2 separate regions of the Macaca mulatta genome follow, and region 2 is linked to region 1. Evidence: chromatin contacts called from public Hi-C data. All regions are on one chromosome and are shown on one strand. The core of a region is the stretch at or near the end of the contact, and the rest is flanking DNA. Distances in the headings are between cores, read along the strand shown.

Region 1 (6,629 bases), core at 2,135-4,634:
GTAGAGACAGGGTTTCGCCACGTTGGCCAGGCTGGTCTCAAACTCCTGGCCTCAAGTGATCTGCCCACTTCGGCCTCCCAAAGTGCTGGGATTACAGGTGTGAGCCACGGTGTCCAGCCATGGTTGCCATTAAATACAACATTGGTTCACTCTGTTTGGAAGAGCTGATTGAATAGAGGGCCTTCCAATGTTGGAACACTCCTGACTCTACTGCTGTGGTTGAGAGAGTAAGTTCAGGCTGGGTACACTCATATGCACGTGCACTCGCATAAACACATGTGTACACACATGTATTCAGACATGTGATTCTGAACACACACCCAAATGTTGCCCCAGCAGCTTATCCAGAGTAACCCTGTGCATGCATTCTGGCTACATCTCCTCTGCAGAATCTCACATCAAATATGAGATGCAAACAAAAGAAAACTGTTTGTGCTTTCAACTTCATTTAAGCCTCAATTTTTCTTTTGTATAGTTAAGACTCATTATTTCCTGCCTCTGTTGCTTCCCCCTTCTGGGCTAGAAATATCTCCAGACTTGTGAGGAAAGTCAAAGGTGTAGATGGCAGAAACTCCTTTTCCTGACCTCCGTGGAAGTTCTGTGGGAGGCCTAAGAGAAAGCTCCACTCATAACTACAAACAATGATGGGGTGGTTTCATAAAAAAGAAAGAAAGCATATCTCACCATCTTGCCCCCAAACGCCAACTAGAAAATAAATAAGAAAAAAAAAAGTGTTAGTAAATGTTGTGGGTACCTGCATTCCTAAACAGAAAAAGGGCTGTGTTGCAGTATGACCACTGATGACATCTGATGTCCTTCCCAGTTGCTGTAGAACAGTGGAACTTACTGCTGGTATTGACCAGGGGTTCCCAGGAAATTTGGGAGGAAATAGAGGAAGGAAGCATCTAGCATTAACAATGAGTCCACAATTTCTGACAAGTGGGAGTCAGAAAAAGTTAGGACCATATTTTTGGATGACTAGAGATATAGCAAAAGAATTTTGCCCTCAAGCCTCCATTTTGAACATTGGTCTCTGTGGAAGAAAAACACACTCTTGGTTGGGTACAAACACTGGGATTCTTGTTCCATCTCTGGCTCTGCTTTTCTGGTGGTTCAGTTTTTCCATTTGTTTTCTGCTTGAGACAGAGATGGAAATATTTGAAACCCTGATTACTCATCATCTAGGGCCTGTGCGTTGAAGAGCCTGACCACATTTCCACCGGGCCCTCCAGGATGCCCTCACTCAGCAATACCCTGGATTCATTACAATGATCAGTTTCCCTGGCATTGCCTGAAAGCTTTCTGCACACCTAGGCCTTTCTTTTACTGAAACCTCTACACGGGGGGAGATAGGATCCCCACTTTCCTATCCCCAGAGAAGACTGGACACATTCCTATGATGCCAGACGTCTAGGGGTGATTGGGTCTTTGATACTCTCTCTTTTATTTTCTATTTATTTATTTATTTGTTTATTTATATATATTTTTTGAGACACTCCAGGCTGGAGTGCAGTGGCTTGATCATGGCTCACTGAAGCCTTGACCTCCTGGGCTCAAGTGATCCTTCTACCTCAGCCTCCCAAGTAGTGGGACTATAGGCGTGTGCTACCACGCCTGGCTAATTTTTAATTTTTTGTAGAGATGGGGTTTCACTCTGTTGCCCAGGCTAGTCTTGAACTCCTGAGCTCAAGTGATCTTCCCACTTTGGTCTCCCAAAATGCTGGGATTACAGGCGTGAGCCACTGCACCTGGCCCTCCTCCTTCTCCTTCTATTTTTAAGGAAAAGCATACTTTATAACACAGATCTCTAAGAATATGCCTGGCCACTCCCTACAGGAGTCACATCCTGCCACTTGCTACTCAATGTGTTCCTAGGACCAGTAGCAGATTAATAAACTTGAGAGCGTACTAGACATGTGGAATCTCAGTCTCCAGTCCGGGTCTTTTGAAACAGAAGCTGCATTTTTAACAAGATCCCCAGGTGATTTGTGTGCACATTCAAGACGTGAGAAACCTAAGATGAAGCAGGAAGTGGAGACATCATGGCTGTGGCTCTGAGATGGGGGCACCAGCTGTGATAGTGTTTTCTAGGTCTTTGAAATAAAACCATCACGAGCCATTTTGCCTCATGTGGTGCAGCCATTTAGAGCACAAACAGTCCTGGTCTCACAGATCGGCTTCAGCACTTACTATGTTCTTTAAAACAAGTTATTTAACTTTTTTGAGTATCAATTTCTTAATCTGTAAAGTAGAGGGCTTATCAGTTTATATAGTAAAAGTTAAAAACAATTTTAAAAAGAGGATATAACACCTTCCTTCCCAGGTGGAAGTAGGATTAAACCAGTTAACATGTCTAAATAATTTTTTCTTTACATAGCATCTGACACTCAATAAATGGCAACTTTTTTTGTATTATTTATTTCATATGAGATATATAAATGCTCTTGGTTATATATCAATTCATAATCCATCTTGCTTCAAAAAAACTAAATAAACTGAAAGCTGTCGGTTACTTGAAAAGGACTAAAAATTACGAGGCATTTTATGGTCTCAAAGACAATGAACTTGCTATATATGCCCTGTGCAGAGTTTGGGTGCAACTATCGGGTCTCCCCAAAACAAGGAGTGGAGCTTCGCTCTTCTAGTCTCTTTTGGGTTAGTTCTGGAGAGCTGGGTAAGTTGGAATGAGCTCGTTCTTAGAGGTAGTGAGACCTCTCTGCTTGCAATAGCTATGATCACCCCAACTGCTCTTCTTTGCCTGCTCCCGGAACGCTCTCCCAGGCACCCGTGGCCTATCTTTTTCTTTAGTCCCTAGCTCTAATCCCCCACCCTAACATAGCACCAACAGTTCCTTACATCTAGTAAACGAGGCTCCTTGGTGCCACTGAGCAGTGCCAGGTAAGGCTGTAAGCCTTCCAGTGGTCTGGAGACACACCACCCTTTCCACTCCACCCTACTCACTTGATAAGAGGCAGAGGCCCAGAACTCTCCAGCGAGTGCCCGACTGCATCTTTCTTTCATGGGACGGTTACTTTACTAAGATGGCGGAGGCCAGCAAACTTACTACTTCTGGAAAAAAAGCAAAACAGATGACGTTTTCAAAATATCTGCTAGAGATAAGGACCCTGGGGCCATTGTTCCCAATGCTAGGATGAAAAAGGAGGGCTTTATAAGAGAGAGACTCACCATTTTCTGAAGCAGGCACCTGAGGCTGGGAGGGGAGGAGGGTTTCTGAACCCCACACAGGAAGTAGAGGGGCCTCTGGGCCTGCGGGTTTTACCTCACTTGGAAACGTTCAAGGCAGAGGCCTCCACCTGGATTGGTTGAAGAAAGCTGGGTCCCACAGCCTTCCTAGAAGGTCAAACAAGAGGACTCTGACAAAACCTGGAGGGGCCATGAAAAATACATGACATTTAGCTGTCCAGACCATGTAGTAGGTTGGCACAAAAGTAATTGCAGTTTTTGCCATTAAAAGTAATGGTAATACAATATGCCTCCACATTGTGGGGTCCTCCTTCCCCTATAGGCTCTGACAGGAGGAGGGAGATGCACTGAACATTTGCTTTCTTTATGGTGGATCTGGCACGGAGCAGCAGGGTGCAGCCATCTTATAAATAAAACTTCTTGGCTTGAAAATACATGTTGACTTAAATCTGTAAGATGCCATTTTTTTGCCTATAATTTTACAAAAATATTTAAAAACACAAGACTCGATGTTGAACAGGGAGTGATAGTGTCAAAGTCTGCTGGTATGAGTGTGAATTGATGTAACTTTTCTTTATGCTTACGTGTGTGTCAATCAAATGCTTACTATATCCAAGCACTCTTCTAAGAGCTTTTCTGACATATTTAATCCTTAAAAGAACCCTCGAAGTTAAGTATTATTTTTATTTTTATTTCCATTTTATACTTGAGTAAACTAAGGCTCAGGCAGGTTATCTAAGTTGCAGATTACAGAGCTGGGACTCTAGAAATCATTTTGATGAAATTCACTTACTTAATGCACATTTTCTGTCTACTGTACTGTAGTTATATGCTGGGTGCTAGTAATACAGGAGTAACAAGATAAATAGTCCTCTTGGATAAAAAAGGCAATGTGGAGATTAAACAGATAACTTCACAAGCAATAACCATGCCCCGCATGATGGTGTACACCTGTACTTCCAGCTACTCAGGAGGCTGAGGCAGGAGGATTGCTTGAGCCCAGGGGTTCGAGACTGTAGTGAGTGTGATTTTGCCTGTGAATAGACACTGCACTCCAGCCTAGTGAGTGTGCACAACATAATGAGACTCCAGCTCTAAAAAAACCCCCAGATAACTTCAGGAGATTGATGCTAAGAAAGAAGACGTTCAGGTGCTGTGGGAGTGATAGAAGGGAACTAAGATAGTCTGGGGTGGGGTGGGGAAGAGAAGGTCCCCCTGAGCAGGTGACATTGAAGCTGAAGTTGATGGAGGAACAGCAATGAACCAGGTGGAGTGGAAAGCGTTCCAGACAGAGGGAGCAGCATGTTTGAAACCCAGAGATGAGGAAGAGAAATGGAAAGTCCAGAACAGCAGGTAACAGGGAGAAAGAGGAACGTAAGAAATGATACAGGAAATTCACCAGATGTGGTACTTTGGGAGGCCAAAGCAGGCAGATTGCTTGAGGCCAGGAGTTCAAGACCAGCCTGAGCAACATAGTGAAACCCTATCTCTACAAAAAAAAAACAAAAAACAAAAAACCCCAAAAATTAGCCAGGTGTGATGGTGCTCACCTGTAGTCCCGCTTACTCGGGAGGCTGAAGTGAGAGGATCACTTGAGCTCAGGAGGTTGAGGCTGCAGTCAGCTATGATTATGCCACTACGCTCCAGCCTAGGCGATAAAGTGAGACCCTGTAAATAAAAAAAAAAAAGAGAGAGAGATAGGAAACTCAGCAGGGGCCAGATGGGAAGGGATTTGCAAGCTATGTTAGGGGTTCTTAAGGATTTTCTTAGGGCTGTAGGAAGTATTCAAATAGTGACAGTATCAAATTGTTATAATATTCAAATGGAAAAAGTTTTTTTTTTTAGATGAAGTCTCACTCTGTTGCTCAGGCTGGAATGCAATCATGCGATTTTGGCTCACTGCAACCTCCCCCTCCCGGGCTCGAGCGATCCTCCTGTCTTATCCTCCCAGGTAACTGGAATTGCAGGTGCCCACCTCCATGCCCAACTAATTTGTGTATTTTTGGTAGAGACAGAGTTTCACCATGTTGCCCAGGCTGATTTCGAACTCCTGAGCTCAAGCGATCTGCCCATCTTGGCCTCCCAAATTGCTGGGATTACAGGCATGAGCCACCACGCCTGGCCAAAACGAAAAAAGTTTTATGATGGAAGTAATACGTGCATGTTAAAAACAATGCATATAGAAGGGCTGTATAACAATAGTCCCCCGTTCTACCTTACTTCACCCCTACACTTCTCCCTAGGGAAAACAACTTTTAAGTTTTTCAGCTTCTTTTTTTTTCTGGTGGTTACCTTCGTGTCTGTAAATGTGCATTGCTATCCATCGGGTTCTCTCGGAAACAACGATGGAGATTTGTGCAGGTGGCTCTCTGAGGAAGCACAGGAGCATTATCTGTAAGGGAGAGAGGGGTCGCATCTGGCAGAGAGACGTGAACTGCGATGAGACATATCAGGAGCCTCAGCCAGAGCCATGGGGAGTTCTCAGCCTGGGATCACCTTCCCAAGTTATCCTGAATTGAGCAAAGCGGCCATGAAAAATACCTGAACTGGTATTTAGGTATTATGAATTGAGGCTCTGTGAAGTTGGGTGAGGCAGCTGCTTTTGCTGAGGGCAATGCCTTTGAAAGACCTCAACTGTGAGTCCTTGAGTACAAGAATCCCAGCAGCTGGGGGAGGAAGCAGCCCTGGGGTAGTGACCTGGGTGCAGCCACAGTATCCATGCAGTTTAACCCTTGCACTGCTTGGATCCATTCGCTTCATATAATAATTCCATCCCATCCTTAAACAGCCTTTTCAGGATTCTGGTTATCTGTTTTCTTGGAGAAGCTTTAAAAAGGAAAGTTTCCTAACAGGACAAATTACAGCCCCATTAGCACAGTTGTCCCAGGGCACATCTGATAGGTAACCCTTGTTCCCTATTCTGGATTGCTCCTAGCCTCAGCTAGCACCTCTGCTGACCTCAGGGAAGACACAGCTTGAGGAGTGTGAGCCCCTGGCCGTGTGGTCTTTTCAGGCTGTGTCTGCTGCACTTGCCCATTTACCATCAAAATTGCACTAAAAGATGCCCCAGGGGATCCCTTGGATTCTATCTGAGTTGTCTCTGCAGCCCTGCCTCCTCCTTATCATCAGATATGGAGAGATTCACTCTGCTGGGGGAGCAGATCTTTTTTTTTTTTTTTTTTTTTTGCATGCTGGTCTCTTGGCAGTGGTGTAGCTTAAAGTTTAGTGGGTGCTGTGGTGAAAGTGTTCTGCCTCTGGAAACCATGGCCCCTGGAAACTCAGAGCCTAGTGTTAGCGGGACAGGAAGCACAAATTTCCTAAGTGGGTCACTGGAAGTAATGGTAAGCATGAATATTCCTACTTCTAACCTTTAGCTCTTGGACACATGCATTTTACCTTTTGGAGACATAGTATCATGTAACAGT
Region 2 (6,254 bases), core at 995-3,494, 39 kb before region 1:
AAGTGTTGGGATTGTAGCCTTGAGCCACTGTGCCTGGCCCATTGACATCTTTTAATGTTGCATATCTGAGTGAGGTTTCCTTTTAGGACTTAAGACGTCATGTAGCCACATTTCTTTTTTTTGTGTTTGTTTGTTTTTTTGTTTTTTTTTTGAGACGGAGTCTCACTCTGTCGCAGAAGCTGGAGTGCAGTGGGCACCGTGTTGGATCACTGCAACCTCCATCTCCTGGGTTCAAGCAATTCTCCTGCCTCAGCCTCCTGAGTAGCTGGGATTACAGGCACTCACCACCACGCCCAGCTAATTTAAAAAATATTTTTAGTAGAGATGGGGTTTTACCATGTTGACCAGGATGGTCTCGAGCTCCTGACCTCAGGTGATCCACCCGCCTCGACCTCCCAAAGTGCTGGGATTACAGGCGTGAGCCACCACGCCCATCCCTGCCACATTTCTGGATTGGCTGACATGAGAACTCCCAGACAGTGGAGGAGTTGTTCAAGTACACATAGCTCATTATGTGCCCAAGCTGGATCCAGAGCTCAGGTTTTCTACTGCTCAACTCAATGCTCTTTCCACGATATGCAGCCACCTCACCTAGGCTTGAGAGTTGCTCCTCAACCTGTGTTGTCTTTAGCTGACTTTTCCTCCCATTTCTCTCAGAAATAATTCTATTCTAAACTCTCACTGTCCTCTTCAAGTCTCCCAACCGGCCATCACCCAGCTCAGTTTCTGCAGGTGGCATTGCCTCCCACCTGGATTTTTTTAGAACATGGAAGCTGTTATTGTCCTTTCTCCTTTAGCTTCCTTTCCCTTTATAAACCTATCTGTGGCCAGCACCGTTTGCACTTCCTTTCTTCCGGTCTTAGAGGGTAACGTTGCCTTCCCTTCTGTGCTCTTGACCCCACTCTTGACTCTGTCTTTCCACCATCAACTCCAGGACCCTGCTCTACTCATCATCTTCTCCTTTAGCTTAGAAATGTGCTCAAGTTTCTCTCACCCTCAGAAACATTTATTCTTAGACTCTACTTCCTCCTCGACCTACCACCCAGTCTATTCTCCCTCCTCATCCAAATTTCTTTAAAGAATAGTCTACACTTGCTGACCTCATCACCTGACCTTCACCTTCTACCAATTTTCACTTGGCTTCCACTCTCAATACCCCACTGAAACTGTGCTAAATCACCCATGGTGCATATTCTGCCACATCCCACAGACTTAAACTTTTAAATATAGTCTTATATTAGTGGGCTCTCTTTAACATTTTATACTCTTGGTAATTCTCTCCTTCTAGAAGCTCTCTACTCCCTTGGTTTCCAAGGTAGTGCATACATTTGATTATTTCAGCTCTTTGATTCGCCTTTTATCTCTTTCCTGGAATTTTTTTTCTCTAACTGCCACTTAAAATTGGTGCCCGCACTGTTCCATCTTCAGCCCCATCTTCCTCATATAGTATTATGTGACTTCAGCAAATTCCATGGTTTTAACTTTCCCAGTATGTCCAGACTCCAGGCATCAACCCAGTTCATTCACTTCCTGTTGGATATTTCCAACGGAGTATTCATGCAGGCACCTATGCTGTACCATACACTCAGTCTGGCATCATGAAAACTAATCTCTCCAATGAGACTGTGAGTTCTGTAGAGCATAAGTGTTTTATTCATTTTTATTTCCTCATGGCATATCACATATTAGGATCTCACCCATCTTTGTTGACCAGTTGGCTAACTGCCCAACTGAGTGAATGGACGTTTCATAGGTCGACTGCTAACCCCCAGCTCTGAAGTAGGGAACATATACTTTTTCCTTTTAGTTTCCTGGCCTATGCCCTTTTGGGCTGCGTTCAAATCTAAGATGGCGGTAACAGGGTCCTCTCTTTAGCCAGTGAAGTACTCTGTTTGCATTTTTCAGAGACAAGGATTCCTTCTCCTCCACGGGACACTGTTTCTCTCTAGCAGAGAACAGTTAAGAGGCTCCATTTTGCCCTTCTTTGAACTCTAAGGTGACAGCAGAGGTAGGCTCAAGGTTAGGGATCCCAATATTCCTGTCTCACTAGTGATGGGCTCTTCCCTTGAGCCCTTCCCCAGGCTGCCAGACCCCTAGTAGGCCCTTACCTTGAAGAAGAATGATAGCCAGGATGAAGCCAGTCAGGCCCTTCCCCTGTTCCATGTCAGTCTCTGTCCTCTGGCAAAAGCACAGAGCAGCCCTTAGCAGCCAGCCAGCCTGTGCAGCAGCTAGACTGGCTCCGCCCATCCCCGTTCGGGCTGGAGCCCTTGAGAGAAGGCAAGAACCCAGAGCCTCCACCCTCTGCTGCAAGTGTGGGTAGCAGGGGCCTCAGCAGGGCTGCAGGTGCAGACGCCTTTTATTTTTCCGTTAAGGAGGGTGGAGGTGGTGGGGAAGGAGAGGGAGAGAGTGCTGGATTCCCACTCAGAGACTCATCTTGCACAGGGAACTGCAACGGATGCTGGGTGGGAGACGGTACTGGGACCATTTCTTCATGAGGGGGATAAATGTCCCTGTCATTAGTTGTTAGGATTGCAGCCAGTTGTTACTCGTTGTTAGTTGTTATTGCTGTAGGTAATGAATTTGGAGGAACTCTCAGCTGCTTGGGGCCAGACCTCCGAATGGAAAGCCACTTCAGTCCAGGCCTTCATTCGGGAATTTTTTTCACTTTTTTTTTTTTTTTCTTTTTTAAGACAGAGCCTCACTTTGTTGCCCAGGCTGGAGTGCAGTGGCACTGTCTCAGCTCACTGCAACCTCCGCCTCCTGGGTTCAAGCGATTCTGCTGCCTCAGCCTCCTGAGTAGCTGGGACTACAGGCGTGCGCCACCAAATTGTTGTATTTTTAGTAGAGACGGGGTTTCACCATGTTGGTCAGGCTGGTCTCAAACTCCTGACCTTGTGATCCGCCTGCCTCAGCCTCCCAAAGTGTTGGGATTATAGGCGTGAGACACGGCACCTGGCTTCACCGTTCTTTTGAGATCATGAAATAGGCGCCTGGAAGGGAATAGGTGGAACAGTTCTGAGGACAGGCCAGCACATTTTCAGGGGCCAGAGCCCAGACTGAATGTCTAGGATCTCAGGCCCCTGTCTCCCTCAGCTAGTCAGTCAGTGAGCCGACAAAAATGTGCAGAGCTCCCATTATGTGCCAGGCACAAGATACAGCAGTGAGAAAGACAGGCATGACTCTGTTCCCAGGTAAGTGACAGTCTAACTGCAGCAGTGTGGAGAGTTTCAGATCCTTGTAGGCCACAGGGGAAAAAGGTCCATTTGTCTCCCCGGGAGGTTCAATATTGCCTGTGAGTCAACTATATTATTATTAATAACTACCCCTTATTGAGCACATATGATGTGTGAGGCACCGTGCAAACATCTTGTTTGAATCCTGATAATGGTGCTAATGGAATAAGACTGAAAAATTTCAAGGCTGGCCCAGGCCCCACAGGTAGGCAGTATTGGACCCAGGATTCAAATCTCTGGCTGGGGTCCCTAAAGCCCAGCCTCCCAGTGACAAGAAGCTGCTAGAGCTGGTCCCTGGCTGCCTAGTGAAGGGTCCTGAGAAAGATCAACCTTCATGAGAAGTACAGCTGCTATGGCTTGCGCTATGGGGCTGTTGGCTTCTCTCAAGGGGCTTCGAGATGTGGAGGTTTTTAGGTGGTGCGTAAATGTAGTTGCATTGTCAATAGGGACGCTAAAGTTCATGCCACCTTTTCCATGTTCTCTACCAGCTCCCTGCTCAGAGATAGAGCAATTTACACCTGCTTCCTTCCTACCCTACCGCTAGCCCACCCCCACCCTGACAATTTCCCATCATCAACGGTAGAAAGCAGAGAAGCAGACATCTTCTAGTTCCTCCCCCACTCTCCTCTTTCCGGTACCTGTGAGTCAGCTGGGGGAGGGCAGCTCTCACCCAGGCTGATAGTTCGGTGACCTGGCTTTATCTACTGGATGAGTTCCGCTGGGAGATGGAACATAGCACGTTTCTGTCTGGACTGGTACTGGCTACCCTTCTCTCCCAAGGTAAAGCTACTCCAGGTGGGTGGGGGAAGGGACCTGAGAGGGACATTACTGTTGGGAGTGAGGCCCACTTGAAAGTGCTTCTTGCCAGGCACGGTGGCTCACACCAGTAATCCCAGAGCTTTGGGAGGCTGAAGTGGGAGGATCCCTTGAGGCCAGGAGTTTGAGACCAGTCTGAGCAACACGATGAGACTCTACCTTTACAAAAAACAAAAGAATGAGCCAGGCGTGGTGGTGCACAGCTGTAGTCCCAGCTACTTGAGAGGCTGAGGCAGGAGGGTCAATTGAGTCTGGGATTTCAAGGCTTCAGTGAGATGTGATCATGCCACTGCCCTCCAACTTGGGCAACCCCATGAGACCTTATCTCAAAAAAAAAAAAAAGTGCTTCTCGGTGCTAGCTTCAATTTACCAGGCACCCCAGGGTGTCAGGAGGGCAGGGCCAGGATGTAGCATAGAGTCTGGGAAACAGGCTCTTGGCTTTGACTGACTCCAGCCACGGGTGCATGTGGGCCTAGAATGTCTCTCAGAAGGCCTTAGGCCAGAGATCTGTAGGAAATAGCTCAGTATGTATGTACCTGAATCTGGGACTGGCCATGGGAGCACAACTTCCTGCACTACTCCTTTTAGGGCTGATGGCCTCTGGAATCAGGACTCTTGTTTGTTTGGCCATGATTATGTCACCCCTGGAGGCATGTCCTAGCACTCATGGGACTGCTTTAAAAGAGAAGTTAACTTTAGGTTGAGCAGGAGGGAGGGAAGATTTGAGGGGTTGTTACATGGGAGGATTTTAACTCATCTCAGTTTGCCAATTTCAGCTTTAAAATGGAAAGTCCCATGTCCCAGAAACCCCTTCAATGCTAAGCAAACTGGGTCCAATGGTCACCTGATAGTCGACTGCACTAGGACACTCAGGATTTCCACTGGAGACAGATCCCTGAAGAGGACGTGACTGTAGGATGTGAAACATTTGATGTGCTTGTGTCTCCCTGAGTATACATGCATACACTTCCAACCTGCTTCAGAAGTGTGAGCAGCAGCTATTTCAGGGTTTTCTAGAAGATGCTCTTGTATCCAAATTTGTGACTGAGTGTGAAGCCCAGGAAGAATGAATGTAGACTCCACTTTTCCCTGTGTTTGGAGGCATAGACTGTAGTGCCTCTGTGGCCTGTGGAGATGTGCTCAGACTTTCAAAGGAACTCACTGCATCTGGAATGTTGCTGCACCCACCTCCAGTCCTAAAAGTCTCCCACAAGACTTGACTTGTGAGGAGCTCTAGGGATGGATTCAAGAATTTTTTTTTCCTGTTCTCCTCCTTCTAACCAAGGGTGGAAAACTGTACCTGGGATTTGCCCTGGTCCCCTTCTGGACCACTGAGCTGGTAATTCAGGAACTGGCAAACCAGCTGGTCTCCATCCACAGCCATCCCCTGACCCTGGGAAAGGCTTCAGTATTGAGAGCCCCACTTTCTTGGTTGTTAATGGAGCAGGGGCAGTGAGGAACGATGAGAACAAGAAGCTGAAGTGGGAGTGTTGTAGACGGCTGGAAAGTAGTATTAGATGTTTTCTTGAAGAAAAAATGCAGACATTTCCAACCAAGGAATGTTCTTCTGTCTTTCCATATCTTCCGGGTGCTTCAGTGGTCCATGCTCCCCCTACTCCTCATCAGCGGTCTGGATTCATTTCCAGGAAAGTGCTTGGGTCAATCCTGCTCTGAGGGGTCCTCTTTTGCACCAAGGCCCCAAGACCTGTCCTCTGCTTGAATGGCATCCTCATGTCCCCCTTGACCCATGCAGTTGGTGGGAAACTTTCTGAAGGCTTTTTCTTGTGACTTCTGTCTCTCTTGATAGAAACCATAAACCGTCCTGGACCAAGAAAATGGTCTCTGTTAAGTATGAGCTTCCGCAGAACAAAGGGCTTGGTGCAGACCAAAGAACTGTCTCCAATTGTGATATTTTTTCCCCTTTAGTGAGCCCCTTCAAGATACCTGTAGAGGAACTTGAGGACAGAGTGTTTGTGAAATGCAATACCAGCGTCACATGGGTAGAGGGAACGATGGGAACACTGCTCACAAATAATACAAGACTGGACCTGGGAAAACGCATCCTGGACCCACGAGGAATATATAGGTGTAATGGGACAGATATATACAAGGACAAAGAATCTGCTGTGCAAGTTCATTATCGAAGTATGTGCTTCCTGAATCTTTTGGGTTGGAATGGATGGGGCTTCTGGATGTGAGAACTTT

The links. Hi-C and Micro-C count contacts between places; a contact is called where the count stands out from the background.
Region 2: a contact with region 1 is called in a Hi-C map of CD4 T cells, with 4 times the contacts expected there. The contact joins the promoter of CD3G here to the promoter of CD3E in region 1. A contact is called at or near these places in 3 of 14 Hi-C or Micro-C datasets (CD4 T cells, blood and liver).

The regions. Positions count from the first base shown.
Region 1 is chr14:118,974,958-118,981,586 of T2T-MMU8v2.0, reverse strand. It overlaps CD3E (CD3 epsilon subunit of T-cell receptor complex), which reads right to left and starts at 3,384. Exons shown (of 9, transcript XM_015115816.3): 1 at 3,187-3,384; 2 at 2,962-3,069; 3 at 685-705. The coding sequence starts at 3,010.
Region 2 is chr14:119,013,413-119,019,666 of T2T-MMU8v2.0, reverse strand. CD3G (CD3 gamma subunit of T-cell receptor complex) reads right to left here and starts at 2,244. Exons shown (of 7, transcript NM_001266925.2): 1 at 2,109-2,244. The coding sequence starts at 2,163. It overlaps CD3D (CD3 delta subunit of T-cell receptor complex), which reads left to right and starts at 2,304. Exons shown (of 5, transcript XM_015115818.3): 1 at 2,304-4,013; 2 at 5,976-6,194. The coding sequence starts at 3,959.